Regions from separate parts of the Mus musculus genome. Here regions 2, 3, 4 and 5 are each linked to region 1. A link is a contact called in public Hi-C, HiChIP or PLAC-seq, Micro-C and promoter capture Hi-C data. All regions are on one chromosome and are shown on one strand. Each heading gives the region's core, a stretch centred on a gene start, on an enhancer-like site or on the middle of the called end of the contact. The rest is flanking DNA. Distances are from core to core; before and after follow the strand shown.

Region 1 (2,694 bases), core at 74-2,573:
AGGAAGGACTTGAACTCTGAGATCCACCTGCCTCCCTCCTAAATACTAGGATTAAAGGTGTGCACCACCATAAAAGTTTTATTTTAAAAATATGTGTATCTTGCCTGCATGTATACATGTATGTGCATCATATATACATGCCTGGTGCCTGAAGCAGTCAAAAGAGGGTTTGAGTTCCACTGAGTTGGGATGGTTGGGAGCCTCACGTTGAGTGTCAGGAACTGAACCTGGATCCTCTTGTAAGAAGAGTAACAAGTGCCTTTAAATCACTGGGACAACTCTCCAGCCACAGGCATAGAGTTTTATCATGTATAACATGGAATGTTTCCTACATATGACTTAACTCAAATAATTTTTAACCTGTGTTTGATCCTTGGAACCTGTGGGCAAAGGAAACAACAGGTCCCTTCATGTTGTCCTCTGCTCTCCACACATTTGCCATAGCACATGTGCCCCTCCCCACAATAAATAAAATGGTAATACAAAATTTTAATATTCAGTCATGACACCTGTTATGTAGTTATTGGAAGGTGGCTCATAAGACTACACCAGCCTTCAGGAAATTCAAGAAACGTATTGAGGGCCCAACAAGATGGTTCACTGGGTAAAGGCCACCAAATCCCACAATCAGAGTTCTAGCCCCAGGGTCCAGACATTAGGAGGTGACTGGTGAAGGTTGTCCTCTGACCTCAGCAAATGTTCACACAAGTAAATGTAATAAAATTAGTTTACAAAGAAAAGAAACATTGAGGTATGGGGAAGTTAGAAAGTTAGCCGATTCACTGTGGTTCCTCTTGCCAGTTTATATAATCGGTGCACAAAGGGGGAAGAAGCCCTCTGCAGAGCTGCCTCTGGCGGGGCAAGGGGTGGGCAGGGTAGACAAGACGGAATCCTTTCTCTTGTCCGTGGTTGGTGCTCTATTCGGGGTGAGGAGACAATTGTTCCTCTCCCTGAAGTCACTCAAAGTTGAGTACCTACCAGTAGCCTACCTCTCTCAGAGGCCGCCATGTTCTGCTACGCTGAGAGTCTTGGACAGACACGTCCCATAGTGGGGCTGTCGGTGTCTGCCATCCCCGGAGCCCACACGAAGCCCCGCCCCGGAAGCTGCCTGCCCCATCAGACTCCTCCCCAGGCATGTGTGAGGTCACTGCTCTCCGGCCACCACCAGCTCCGGGGAGGGACCCAAAGGCGCCCCGACGGCGCATGCTCCCGCTCGGGCGGGCCGCTCGGCTCACCTAAGCCGGTCTAGCCTGCGTGCGTGGCGTTCGCGGAGCCCAGCGAACCGGTCGCGAGAACCTCGAGGCAATTGGGGTTGGGAGGCAGCGGCCGCCAGGCGGCACCGCGCCAGCACTGCCGCCCAGGCCTCACGTCTGACACGAACAGCGCGCGCCGCCACGAACCGGGCCGGCCCCCCAGCCAATGGGCGCCGCGCTACAAGTGACCACGCCCACCGCCCCTCGCACGTAAAGGGAGTCTCTGGCCCGGCCTCGCCGGCTGCTGGCTTCTGATTGGCTGGGGCGAGCAGTGGCCGCAGCAGGCGAAGCCGGTGTTCTCGCACTCGGGTGGCGGCCAGAAACCGGCAGGACTGGAAGGGACCCCGCGTCTCGGTGAGTGAAGCGGGAGCCGGGCGGGAGGCGAGGGCTGCGGGGCGGGGGGTCCCTCGGGTGGGCGGAGGACTTGGGGTCCCCGTCGGCCAGTGCATGTGGAGCCGGAGGAAGGAGGCCGGAGCTTCTGGAGCGGATCGTGGCCGAGGGAACGAGAGTCGCGGAGGAGGCAACGATGGCAAACGGGGACCGGGCTGGTGCCAGCTTCGGGGATCCCGGGAGCAGTGGGAGGAGAGGGAGAGGGAGCGCGATCGCACGGGTCTAGGAGTCTGGACAAGGTCACAAGAAGGTGGGAGGTGAGGCAGGGCGCAGCGCTCGGGCACCTCGGCCTGGCCTTCCCGGGCGCCACCCGGGGTTTGCGCAGACCTTACGTGACCCTGTGTCACCGGATGGAGGAGGGAAGGCTGTGGCGGAATGCGAATGCCCCTGACAAGGGAACGGGGTGCAGAGATCACAAAAGCACGACTAAGGTTCAGGTGTGCCAGCCGTCCGGGTGACTCGATTCTGTTCTCTGCTTCCCTCGTTTATTCCTGGGGTGGAAAGCAGTCCTCTCTTTGAGGGGGTGATCCCTACCCGGGAATCTGCTTCCCGGACTACTGAGGCCCCCTGCAAATTGACAGTTTGGATGCAAATTCTTGACAGGTTCAAAAGGTTCTCGGTGCTCCTGGAATGTGCTAGAAGGTCTTCTCTGCACAGTATAACTTGAAAGGGCTTCTTAAGATACAAATCCTAGTGTTGTGCCCCTGGCCGTTTGAATCACAATCTCAGAGAAGCCATTTTGCACAAGCTGACAGGTAACTTAGGCAAAATCAGAATTTAAAATTTACTATTTTAGGTAATAGTTCTTAGGACCAAAGGGACATGCTGGGAAGAGTCTTCAGCTGTTATATCACCTGATGCCCAACCATTTTCTTATTTACCTCTTCTAGGTTGCCATGCCTTTGGAAAAGTGTGTCAGTAGTTATGCCTGGCCTTACAGAATAATGTGCTCAGCAAACTAAGTTTGAATATCTGGTTATTGCTGACTTAAAAATAAAAATATGTTCTACTTTCTGACAGATATAGGTCAGTCATTGGGTGAGTGAGATAA
Region 2 (2,694 bases), core at 130-2,629, 950 kb before region 1:
GTGTAACACCCCTAGCTGTCCTGGACCTCATTCTGTAGACCATGCTGGCCTTGAACTCACAGAGATCCAACTGTCTCTGCCTCCTGTTGCCTCCCATTGCTGGGATTAATGACACTCCACCATCGCCTGGCTAGATAACAAATTCTTTAGCTTTCCTTTTGTATCTTGCTGGAGAGTTAAATCATAACTACAAACTCTACAGTTTCAAGAAGGATTCAGGCACTTCTGGCCCAGCCTGACCTAATATATACAGGCACTGGTGCTACTCCAAGGTCCAATTACACCCACTGAACCCTAAGATCTGGCACAAGAGAAAAAATTACGACAAAAACTCTTCGGACCTGCTGTTGCCCCCTCAAACCATTTTCATCTTATAGGTTAGTGTAGGGCATGTCTTCTGGGCCTTTCCATTATGAGGGATCAGGTTTTTCAGAGAGTACCCACTCTAGCACTGCAATTTCCCTGAGCTTAAAACTCCTTCATCAACACTAAGCCAAGGGATGGCAGGCATCTCCAGTTCCTTTTCAGTAGGCCATCTGTAGACAAATCTAACCAACCAACCAGCCAACCAAACTTTGACACCTTTTTAAAACTATATGAACTCCACATTAAATCTGGAATCTCCAATCGGTGGTCTCAAACTGATAAAATTCAGCCTGATCCTGTTTCCTTTTACCATTATCCTACAATCTTAAACCCATTCGCACACACACATTCCACAGATGTCTTGAATGAATTAGCACACTCCTTAAGCTCTTTAGTGGTGAAGTGCACTTGAGTAATCTACGCCTCAGACTCCCCTCTGAGAGTCTACTTAGCCATAAGTTTGATTACAGGTCTAGAGGTGAATGGACAGGTCCGCAACTTGGGGTGCAGCTCCTCCCAGGGCCCCACCAGCCTCAAGGCTCTCCCAGCAGCAGCCTAAACCCAGCTCCCATCTGACAGCCTCGCCTACGCCTCAGCACGCACAGGCCAAGGCCTGTGTGGCAAGTGTGGAGTCCCTGGGCAACTTTCGCTCTGCAGGGAGCTCCTGACAGGTCTGGCCCACTGTCTCAGAGGCCTGGGTTCGTGCTTGGACGCCCCGACACTTGGAGCCGGCAGGCCGCACGAACCATGCTCATTGGCTAAGGCGGACCGACCTTCCTCCTAGAACGCCTGCGCAAGGCCGGCAAGCGGCTCCCAGCCAGGACGTCGGCTCTCAGCGGCCTCCCACCCCGCTTCAAAGCGGTGTCCTTACCCCGCTATCTGCGGGTTTCCGAAGGCAGCTTCGGGAGACACAAGCCGGTTCTTCCGGCCGACTAGGTCTGAGGGAGAAAGATGATTGGCAGGCAGGTGGGAGGACGATAAGCAAAGGTAAAGGAGTAGCGGGAGGCAGGGGCGGGGCCAAAGCGCGCACGCGCAGCCCCTGGTGGGGAGGGGGGAAGGGGCGGAGCTATGCAAGGCGCTCTGGTGACGCAGTTCTTGCTGAGCAGCCGTTGGTAGTCTTGGTAGGCTTCCCAGATGCAGCTGAGTGTGAAAGATCCGGTTCCTCTGGCTTACATTTCCCACTTGACTTTTCCTCAATCTAATCTATTTGAGATAGTTTAATTATTTGGGACAGTGGCTCACACTGTAACCCACGCTGGCCTTGAACTTGCGGCAATTCTCCTGCTTCAGCCTCCTACGTGCTTTGATTACAGGCATGACACATCGCGACTCCTTACTAGGCTGTTTTTAAACGTTCAGTGTACTCAGCATGGGCTTTTTACTGCTTTATTGGACGTCTGTAACTGATCTCCAGACCTGCAAATGATGGAATATAAACTGCTTTTCGCTTTGCTACCTCTTGGCTTGGTCAACCAGCAAGAAGCCATCCCACCCCTTCTCTCAGATCTTCATTCTCCTGAAGACGACCTTGCGGCCCACATCGTGTCCTTTGTCTGCAGGAGCATAGTTTACAATTGCCCACCTGTCTCTGAGGCAGTGTGTGCGCCACATGTCACGCAAGCTTAAGAGTGCTGGGACTCAATTTTCCTGCCCTTGTGAGACTGTAGATTTAAGGACACTGCCTCTACCCATTTTGAGAACTCCTTTAAATACTTGTCCCATTTATTACCCTATTTAGGGCTTTTCCCCTCTAGACGACTTGAATTTGTGGCGTACAGTACTATTTAGAGTGAGGACTATGTTAAAGAGAATAGGCTACAGATACTGAAGGTGGTTTCTGAAGGAGTTTTTGTTTTTTGTTTTGAGACGGGATTTCTCCGTGTAGTCCTGTAGACAAGGCTGGCCTTGAAGAGAGATCTGCTGGCCTCTGCCTCCTGAGTGCTGGGATCAAAGGCATGGGCCACCACCACCTGACAACTTCTGAAGTTTTAACTTCTTAGTGTTTTGGGACAATCCTTGTTAGATATTTATATTTTGGCACATTTGTTTAAAATATTTTCATTAGCAATGTCCTTAGTCACATATTATCATAAAGCATACAGTACTGTGCTGCCAGGTCGACCAACAGATGAAAGTGTTTGCTATCAGACCCTCCAGCCTGACCACTGTGGTTTGATTACCGTAACTAGATGGAGGTGGAAGGAAAGAACAGATTCCAAAAACGCTGTCCTGCAAAAATCCACATGGATGTGTGCTCCTCCCACAACGTACACGTAATAGTCATATGAGACCCACTGAAAGGGAGCTGTTAGGAGGGTAACTTAGACA
Region 3 (2,694 bases), core at 104-2,603, 890 kb before region 1:
AGAATGTTTTGGGGTATTCTTGAACAGTTCATCTTGGAATTCAACTTTAATATTTTGTGTTGCCTCATTTTTAGTTATTTCAAGAGGTGGATTTTCTAAACTTTTACATTTTTTAATTCGCATTCTTCTTTTAATACCTTCTCCCAATTCTTCCTTATCCAAAGACTGTAAGAAAGCCATATTTTGAAATTCACTGCACTCCACTGTTTGCAAAGACTCCGAACTGGTTATTGATGTCTTTCTTACCAGGTCAGTCCCTGGCTGTGGATCATCACTTGGGGCCTCAGTAATTTTTCCATTCTCTTTGGCTGATCAAAACAAGAAAACACACCAGAAGACATTTTTACACTGGGCAGAAAGAAGCAATATCAGTTAACAGAAAAATCTGTGAAGCCATCCATTTGTATTTTCCTGATGAGCTATTTAGACATACAAACTGATTTTCATATTAAGTATTAAAAATTTTTAAACAGGGTCCATTGCATAACACAGGCTGACCTCGAACTTGAGATTCTCCTGCTTCAGCCTCCCACCTGGTAGATTATGGGTGTGAATCGCCTTGGCCAGCTTTAAGATCTAATTAAGAACTAGAAATAAACCTCTATAAATTCTAAAACAGCAGAAAAACCTTTATAGATAGCATCATTTACTCTAGTTAAAACAAACCACTAGTATTATTAATTCCCTCGACAGTAATTATAATGATTGAGCTCCTAAATGGGCATACACTTATTTAATTTTTTTAATCCTTCCCATCTCACCTCTCCTCACCAAGTGCACTGGTAAATACCACACAAATACAACTAAAGGTTAGTAGTAGAGCAAAGACAGAGGCAGCTGAGGAAAAAAAGGCTTCGGGGTCGGGGTGACCACCAGCTTCCTTACTGCGTCTTCTGGGATGAGAGAGGGTTCTGCCTCCTTCACTGCTCTAGGCCCCCTGTTCACCGACCCTCCTCTGCTTGCTACCTTCCAGGACGCGGATGTCTCACCCAACTTGTCACCTTCTGTCTCTTCTCTCCCAGAAGCCTGGGTCACCATCCTCTGCTTCTGCCTGCTCTCCTCCTCGCACCCCCTGGCCTCCAGGCTGCAGCCTCCCCCCTCGCCTGGCTCTGGCGTCAGCGGAAGGCCTCGCTTCCTCAGGCCTCGGGTGGTGCCTTTGCACCCTGGCTCCTTGGTCGGGTCTGGGGGCGTCGCTGGCGGCCGCATCCGCCCACAGCCGCCCACTCAGCCTCTCTGGGAAGCCTAGACGGCCTAGAGCCGCTGCTCCCCCTGCAGGACACAGGCTACTGCCCACCCTGGCCCGGCCTGGCCTCGCTTCCGACCCTGTACCCGACACTACAGGAAGCGGAAGTCGGTGGGCTGGGCTCGGCTGGGGGCAACTGGCTGAGGGCCACGTGGTCCGCCCGTCCACTTGCTCCCTCGAAGAGCCCTGGCTGCACCCGGAGGTGACAGGGTCTCACCCCGGCCAGAGCCTCACCGCACAGGTTTGTGGTGGTGCCTCCTTGGGTTCCTCACCCTTCTCCAGACCTGGACTTCTGGAGGTGCCTGTTTCAGCACTGTGACAATGGTTGTCTACAAGTGGCTTCTAACTGCCTCCAACACTCCTGCGAGTCCACTGTCGCTTACTTCTCAATATGGCTGTCACATTATCCAGATAGCTCAGAGATACCCCAGCTGCTGACATGCAAAATACCATTTATTTCTGTAAAAGGTTGCTTCTCCGGTGTTGGCGGACAGAGGTTTCTAGATGTTCTTCTGGATTCCTTGCATGTTGATTTATCAAATCTGCTTGGTTCTATTTTCAGCCTTCGTTACTTCTCCCCCTTTCCCGTTACTGCGGCTCTGGCCCTTAGACTTTGACCTACAACACCATGCTTCTAATTTTATTGATGTCTCCATCCTTGTGTTAGTCCAGTCAAGTTTGACCAGCTTGCCAGGCCATGCCTCTCCATTGAAAGAGGATCCTGGTATATGCCCCATCTTGACCCTTCACAAACCTCCTTTGCTTAAAGATTGGAATGGAGTTTATCCTCCTTGTGTGTTATTTTGGATCCTGTCTACTGTGTCCATTTGTGAATATTTAATCAGTACTGACCTTGTAAAAGGAAAGTGTTCTTTTGTGGAAAAGGTTGTGGGTCTGGTGGTCATTCAGAGATTCACCAGTCTGATTCAGGTTTTAGTTTTAGTAAGTTAGAGGATTTTTATTAAAAAGAGACTGGCCAGGACTAGAGTTCCCTAGGCAAGGCCCCAGTTATTGTTAATCTAAGGGTTATAAAGGCAAAAACCATAAACTAGTAGTTTTGGGAACTAAATCAACTCATATCCTATCTGGGTTCAGGCAAGGCTTGCTTTTCTAACAGGCATCTCAAAGGTGTCTCAGATAATCCAAACAAGCAAGCATTTGATACAAAACTGGGCCTTAGCAGTTTAGCCTGTTCAATCTTGTGACCCATTACCTTGTAGAATAGCTGAGAGAGTAAAGCATTTTGCAACAATCAGCATTTTTTTTTCTTTTAAGAAGAGCCCAACCGTACCAGGAAGTAGTCCATTTTCAGGTCAGCTCACAGGGTACATTTAAGGTAGGAGCAACTTCCTCATTGCTTATACAAGTTAAAAACAATTTGGTTTTACAAGCCTAGCACAGTAAATATTTCCTCTAAACAATGTTCACCATTACAGAACAATGTTACCATT
Region 4 (2,694 bases), core at 120-2,619, 710 kb before region 1:
CACACCTTTATGCTGCTGGGTGTCTGAATTCAGAGCTTGTATCCCAAACTGCACCCTTCCACCTCCACTGAGAAGACTCAGCTCCAGTGCAGAAGGGCTAGCCTTCAGCTCTCTCCCCAGCGTAATTGGATCAGGGCTTATTTCTTCCTCTAGGGGCAACTCCTACTTCATTTTCTCTCCAGTCTGCATGTTATCAGCTTGACATCCCCTTCAGTGGCACATGACAAATTAAATTGGCCATCACTGTACTCATCAAAGGAGGTTGTCTTCTGTTCCCCAGAAGTCCTGTGTTCTCTCTCTCTCTCTCTCTCTCTCTCTCTCTCTCTCACACACACACACACCTTGGTTTTTATTTATTTCTATTTTTTTCCCTAGGGTTTTGTTTGAAAGGTTATAAGGAACATATGGACCATAAAGCCAAAAGTATAGTCGCAAAATATGACTCAAATACCTACATCTCTACTGCCTTGCATTTAAAACAAAAACTTTACAAAAACGCGAATTAAGTTATTTTCTCCATCTTCCCTCGTAATTCAACACTTTAACGCATATTTTCTGCCAAAAAGTCATAAAGTAAAAATGGTGTATCCTAGGCGCTTCCAAGTCTCACACATCCTTGGCAGAATAACCTGCAGCACAGGGGTAGATCAGAAACGGAGGGGGTTAGCTGGTTAGCAACATCTACAGCCACTGTTTCTTCTCTCCTTGGCATTTCAAGTGGCTTTTGGGGACAGAGTGACGGGACCAACGCAGAGGCTTCGCCCTAGCCCTACCCAGGGCTGATTCTCAAAAGGGCCCCCGCCCCCCACATTCAAACACGCCGGGTGTACCCAGCCTGCGCCAGCTAGCTAGAGCTCCCGGCTCCTATCTGAGTGTCTTTTCAACCTTTGTCAAGTATCTCAAGACAAGAATTCCTCAAATCAAAGCGCTTTCCCAAACCAGGGACTGGGGAAACTCGAAAAAGAGGCCCAGAAGGCGAGTGACTTCGGACTTGTTCTGCAAGCTTGACTTAGTCATTACACCAAACCTCCTGTGCCCTAGAGGATCCCGGGGTTCCCACACAGTAGGAGGGCATCCCATGCCTGCGCTCCCGCTGGGCACTCACCTACTGCTAGAAAAGAAGTCACAATCTGTGGTCCAGACTTCCGCCGCAGAGAAGCCCAGCACGCCCACCCAGAGGGCTAGCGCGCCTCCGCGGGTGGTCGGATCACAGGGTGCCGAGGGTACCCACTGAGGTGGCCGGACATCTGGGTGTCTGAGCGCGCCCTCCGAGGTAGTCTGATCGCTCGCGCCCGGTAGGGCGGTGGGAACCCGGGCAGCTGCTGCGAGGAGCGCTCCCGGGCGGGTCCGCGCCGAGCTCGAGCGAGCGGGCGAGCGGGGCGGGAGGGGCCATTTGTAACCGAGCAGACGCTACCACCGCCCCTTACTCGCGGGGGGCGGGGGCGGGCGGTCAGGTGATGGCGGCCCACCCCGCGCCGCGGAGCCCGGTGGTTCCTGCCCGGGAGGAGCCCCCTGGCGCGCTCTGATTGGAACTCCCGCTGCAGTAGGAGGGGGAGGGGGACACGTGACCGCCCGACTGGGCAGCCGGCGCGCCCCACCCGCTATGGGCACCCCATCTTTCCTCCCGGAAAAGCCGGGGAACACAGGGAAGGCGGGGGAGCACGCAAGGTGCAACCAGCTCCTTTAGCTGCAGTGCCGGGTGATCACCGCAGCTGAACCTGGGAAGGCATTCACACTACCAACCGGCCTTCACAGTCCTCCGCCCTGCCCTTGGCAGTAGAACCCTCCCTCCTCTGCTGCAGCCCCCCCCCCCCCCACACACACACACTGACACTCTGAATAGACCCCACCGGCACTTCATAGTCAAGCGTGACCCCTCCCCTCTCTGTCTCTTTCTGCGCACCGGCGAGAGTGAGTACCCGAGAACAGCTTAAGGCGATGCGATGCATTGCAGACACCGCCCAGTTCCAAGGCTAGAAAACCCCGCAACCCACGACTAGACCACGCCCGGGAATGCCTGATAACTCCAAGGTCTACAAGGTTCTGAACTCGAACAGGCTCCCTCAGGAGAAGGGAACCGCAGTAGAAGGCCCACCCTCCCCAGAGAGGGCAGTGGTCTTCTGAGTGCAAGTCCAGTCCTCAGCCCAGGGGAGCAAAGATCCAATAAAGGTCAAATTAAAACATAAGGTAGTGACGCCGCCAGGGACGTGCCTCATGGTTGTGGGAAGCCGGCAATTAACCACCCACGACCGGGCGTTGCTTTTCTCTCGAATGTGAACGCCCTCGGAGTTGCGCTGTTCCATGCTCGCTCCAGTTCTCTGCAGAGAACGGATTCTGCAGCCTTGCACTCTGCTTCCCCATGACCCCCTCCCTTGGTTGCACCATCCTAGATGGCAGGAATTCAGAGAAAATGCGGTGTCACGTCCGCTGCGACGCCCGTGGACGCGTCTGCGACAACCCCAGCAGCACATGGGGACCGTGAATCTGCTCGCCACTTGGGCCATACTGTGGGCATTCTTATGAGATTATTAGAAGCAAACTGTCTCTCTCTACACTGGCTTCTTTCTAACTTCTGTCCAAGAGAGTTTTGTACTGTATTTGGACGTGGATGCGGTTTTTGGCCAAGGCAGAAACCGCATAGTCCAAAGCACAGATGGGGGAAGAAGGTGGGACTTAATGGTCCCATTGCACTCC
Region 5 (2,694 bases), core at 132-2,631, 580 kb after region 1:
ACTGGGTGAAGACTTTTCCAGTGCTTTGGGTTTGCAGTGCTTCTGTCTGTAAGCCCTCATCCGGGCTCTGTATGTAAGCCTAACAAATTCATTGGTTCCCTCGCATGAGCTGTGGTGGAATTATACCTTGGTTTATCCTTAGAAACTTGGGGTCCGCCGGGCAGTGGTGGCGCACGCCTTTAATCCCAGCACTTGGGAGGCAGAGGCAGGCGGATTTCTGAGTTCGAGGCCAGGCTGGTCTACAAAGTGAGTTCCAGGACAGCCATGGCTACACAGAGAAACGCTGTCTCGAAAAAACAAAACAAAACAAGAAACGTAGGGTCCTATCTCCCCACCGCCACACCCCACCTAGAAAAGGAACTTTAGCCCCATCTCTAGCCCGATTCTGGTCAACTGAGTTGGGCTTTCTTCCTTCCATAGATACTGTCAGCCTGCTCTCACATCAGAATGGAAGTTGGAGGACTCCAGTTGGAGGCCAACCTGGGCTACAGCGTGAAACCCTGTTTAAGAAGGAAACACAGCAAAACAGCTAAAGCTGTGACGCTCTGGGACCAGGCAGACGTGAAAGACTTTAAGTCCCACCCACCAAGATGTGCGGCGCAGGCAGCTTGAAGGCTGGGACCACGCGATTATGCTGCCTTCCCGGTGGGATCTGATCACCACTGCACGCTCTGACTAGAGAGGCCGATCCGTCCTAACCTCGGTCCGCTGAGCCTGCAGTGACCAACGGGCTCCAGACCGAGAAGTTTCCTGAGGAGGCTCAGAGGCATCGGCGCGCAGATGGGGAGGGGACTGGCTCTAGCCACGCCAATCTCCGGCCACTTCCGGTCCATGCCTCCTAATCTCAGCCAATCAGCGCCCTGCATCGCCGGCGTCCTATTGCTGTCATGGAGACGAGGGGGCGTGTAAACGCCAAGCAGGGCCTGCAGTGGGGCTGTGTGAGTCTCGCCATCTCTCCCACCTCTTTCTAGAAAGGATGCACTGGCTTTAGAGTGCCCAAGGCCACTTAGGTGTACTCAAAGATTCTCATTTCCGGCCCCAGCCCACAGCGCCGGAAGCGCTCAACCAGGCAGCATCCGGGTCTTTTCCGGCCGTCCTTGTGTTGCCATGGAGATGGGATGGCGGCTTTCAAATACCGAGGGATGCTCGCCGGGCAAACCTGAGAACTGCCCACGATTCCGGTCTCTTTCCAGTTTCCAGTGTCCCCTTAGGCCAGCGAGATCATGTTCGAAGTGGCGTGGGGTCCTTAGTGTCGCTGGATGGGCGCGCAAACTCGCTCACTTCCGGGTTCTTCTGGGTAGCGATCAGCCAATCAAAGTCCCGCTCTTTTTCCCCCCCGCGTCTCGCAGGTTGTCATGGTGACGCAGAGGGCTCACCCACGCGTCCAGGGGAGTTGGCCAGGTCTTCGGGTGCCTCGGTTTCCTCTGTCCAAGCTGTGGCCTCGCCGTGGCAAGGCAGAGCGCGTGCAACTCGGGTCCCCCACCATCGTGCAGGTGGGTGGGCAGCTGCGGCTCCATTCCTGGTTACATCTCTGACCCGCTTCATCCTCCTCAGAGGCGCGACCACTTCCCCCAGGACAGCAACTTATCTAAAGTCTTATTTAAAAAAAAAAAAAAAAAAGTTTATTTACGTGCGTGTGCACATGTTGAGTGTTTGCGGAAGCCAGAAGATGGTGTTGGATTTCCTCGAGCTGGAGTTACAGGTAGTTGTGAGCCACCCGGAGTGGGTGCTGGGAACAGAACTCAGATCCTCTGCAAGAGCAGTATGTATTCTTAATGGCTGAGCCATCTCTCTGTCCACTGATAGTTTTGACAAGGTTTCTTGCACATGTGAGAGAGTGTGCGCGCATGCATGTGAGTGTACTGGTGGATGCTCCTGTGTGTGCAGGCAGAGAAGGGTGTTGAGTGTCTTCCTCTGGCCTGTCTGCCTTTTGCCTAGAGACAAGGTCTTTTTCCCCTGCCCGAGGCTGGTTGTTGAGACTAGACTAGCCTGCCAGTGAGCTCCTGGGGTTCTCCCGTGTAGGCCCTTCAAAGCTGGGATTACTGGGTTTCTATGTGTGTGTTGAGTATTTGAACTCAAGTCCTCAGGCTTGCAGAGTAAACACTTAACCAGGTGAACCGTCTTCTCAGCCCCATGTTCTTTTGTAACAATGACATCTTAAGCTATCATACAGTTTCAGGGCTTCACTACGACATTTTCCTATATGTCTGTCTTTGTGTTTTCCTTATGTCTGCCCCTCACTATCTTCCTCTGCTCTTCTTACCCCCTCCTGCTTGTCCTCTTTCTCATCCTCTCATAGTTGTCTTGTGGCTTCACAGGACCTACTTTTATGTCTTGATTTTGCATGAGAGGAAACATGGTGTTGTGTCGTTACTGCCTCCCGTGACCCTTTGTTCCTGCCTCTCCTCCCTTTAGGCTCATTTTTCTTCCCTGTAGTCCTCTGTTTACTCCCGTTCCTCATATATGATATATGTTTAAATCTAGGTTATATACTATTTTGTATATTCCCACTCAATTTTGCCAGAGAGAGATAATGTAGTGTTTGTCTGCCTGGCTCTGGCTTACCTCATAGCATCACCGCAATGACTTTGACTCAATTCATCTTCCTGAAAATGATGTAATTCCACTCTTCCTGACAGCTGAGTGGCGCTCTGAGAGATGCCAAGTATCCCTGTGTATGCTGCCTGAGCTGCC

Evidence for each region. A called contact is a pair of places that touch in the nucleus more often than the background predicts. HiChIP or PLAC-seq counts read pairs in DNA pulled down with a chosen protein or histone mark. Capture Hi-C pulls out chosen DNA fragments and counts their contacts.
Region 2: a contact with region 1 is called in a Hi-C map of LSK cells, with 7 times the contacts expected there. The contact joins the promoter of Tcaim here to the promoter of Higd1a in region 1. A contact is called at or near these places in 2 of 484 Hi-C or Micro-C datasets (CD4 T cells and LSK cells) and 1 of 115 datasets of contacts at active chromatin or transcription factors (embryonic stem cells).
Region 3: a contact with region 1 is called in an H3K27ac HiChIP or PLAC-seq map of embryonic stem cells, with 6 times the contacts expected there. The contact joins the promoter of Topaz1 here to the promoter of Higd1a in region 1. A contact is called at or near these places in 1 of 39 promoter capture datasets (embryonic stem cells), 1 of 484 Hi-C or Micro-C datasets (cortical neurons) and 2 of 115 datasets of contacts at active chromatin or transcription factors (embryonic stem cells and forebrain).
Region 4: a Micro-C map of embryonic stem cells shows a contact between it and region 1, with 6 times the contacts expected there. The contact joins the promoter of 9530059O14Rik here to the promoter of Higd1a in region 1. A contact is called at or near these places in 1 of 39 promoter capture datasets (hippocampal neurons), 1 of 484 Hi-C or Micro-C datasets (embryonic stem cells) and 2 of 115 datasets of contacts at active chromatin or transcription factors (embryonic stem cells and forebrain).
Region 5: a contact with region 1 is called in a promoter capture Hi-C map of liver, with 2.0 times the contacts expected there. The contact joins the promoter of Ulk4 here to the promoter of Higd1a in region 1. A contact is called at or near these places in 3 of 484 Hi-C or Micro-C datasets (B cells, CD4 T cells and regulatory T cells), 2 of 115 datasets of contacts at active chromatin or transcription factors (bone marrow-derived macrophages and thymic regulatory T cells) and 3 of 9 other capture datasets (adipose tissue, liver and macrophages).

The regions. Positions count from the first base shown.
Region 1 is chr9:121,856,425-121,859,118 of GRCm38.p6, reverse strand. It overlaps Higd1a (HIG1 domain family, member 1A), which reads left to right and starts at 1,323. Exons shown (of 4, transcript NM_019814.5): 1 at 1,323-1,607. It overlaps Gm47112 (predicted gene, 47112), which reads right to left and starts at 1,372. Exons shown (of 1, transcript NR_168944.1): 1 at 1-1,372.
Region 2 is chr9:122,804,232-122,806,925 of GRCm38.p6, reverse strand. Tcaim (T cell activation inhibitor, mitochondrial) reads right to left here and starts at 1,379. Exons shown (of 11, transcript NM_001013405.2): 1 at 1,238-1,379.
Region 3 is chr9:122,745,858-122,748,551 of GRCm38.p6, reverse strand. It overlaps Topaz1 (testis and ovary specific PAZ domain containing 1), which reads right to left and starts at 1,353. Exons shown (of 20, transcript NM_001199736.2): 1 at 990-1,353; 2 at 1-308. The coding sequence starts at 1,206.
Region 4 is chr9:122,571,176-122,573,869 of GRCm38.p6, reverse strand. It overlaps 9530059O14Rik (RIKEN cDNA 9530059O14 gene), which reads right to left and starts at 1,369. Exons shown (of 2, transcript NR_015610.2): 1 at 1,106-1,369.
Region 5 is chr9:121,275,859-121,278,552 of GRCm38.p6, reverse strand. It overlaps Ulk4 (unc-51-like kinase 4), which reads left to right and starts at 1,381. Exons shown (of 37, transcript NM_177589.3): 1 at 1,381-1,493. Gm34655 (a long non-coding RNA gene) reads right to left here and starts at 806. Exons shown (of 2, transcript XR_003948091.1): 1 at 587-806.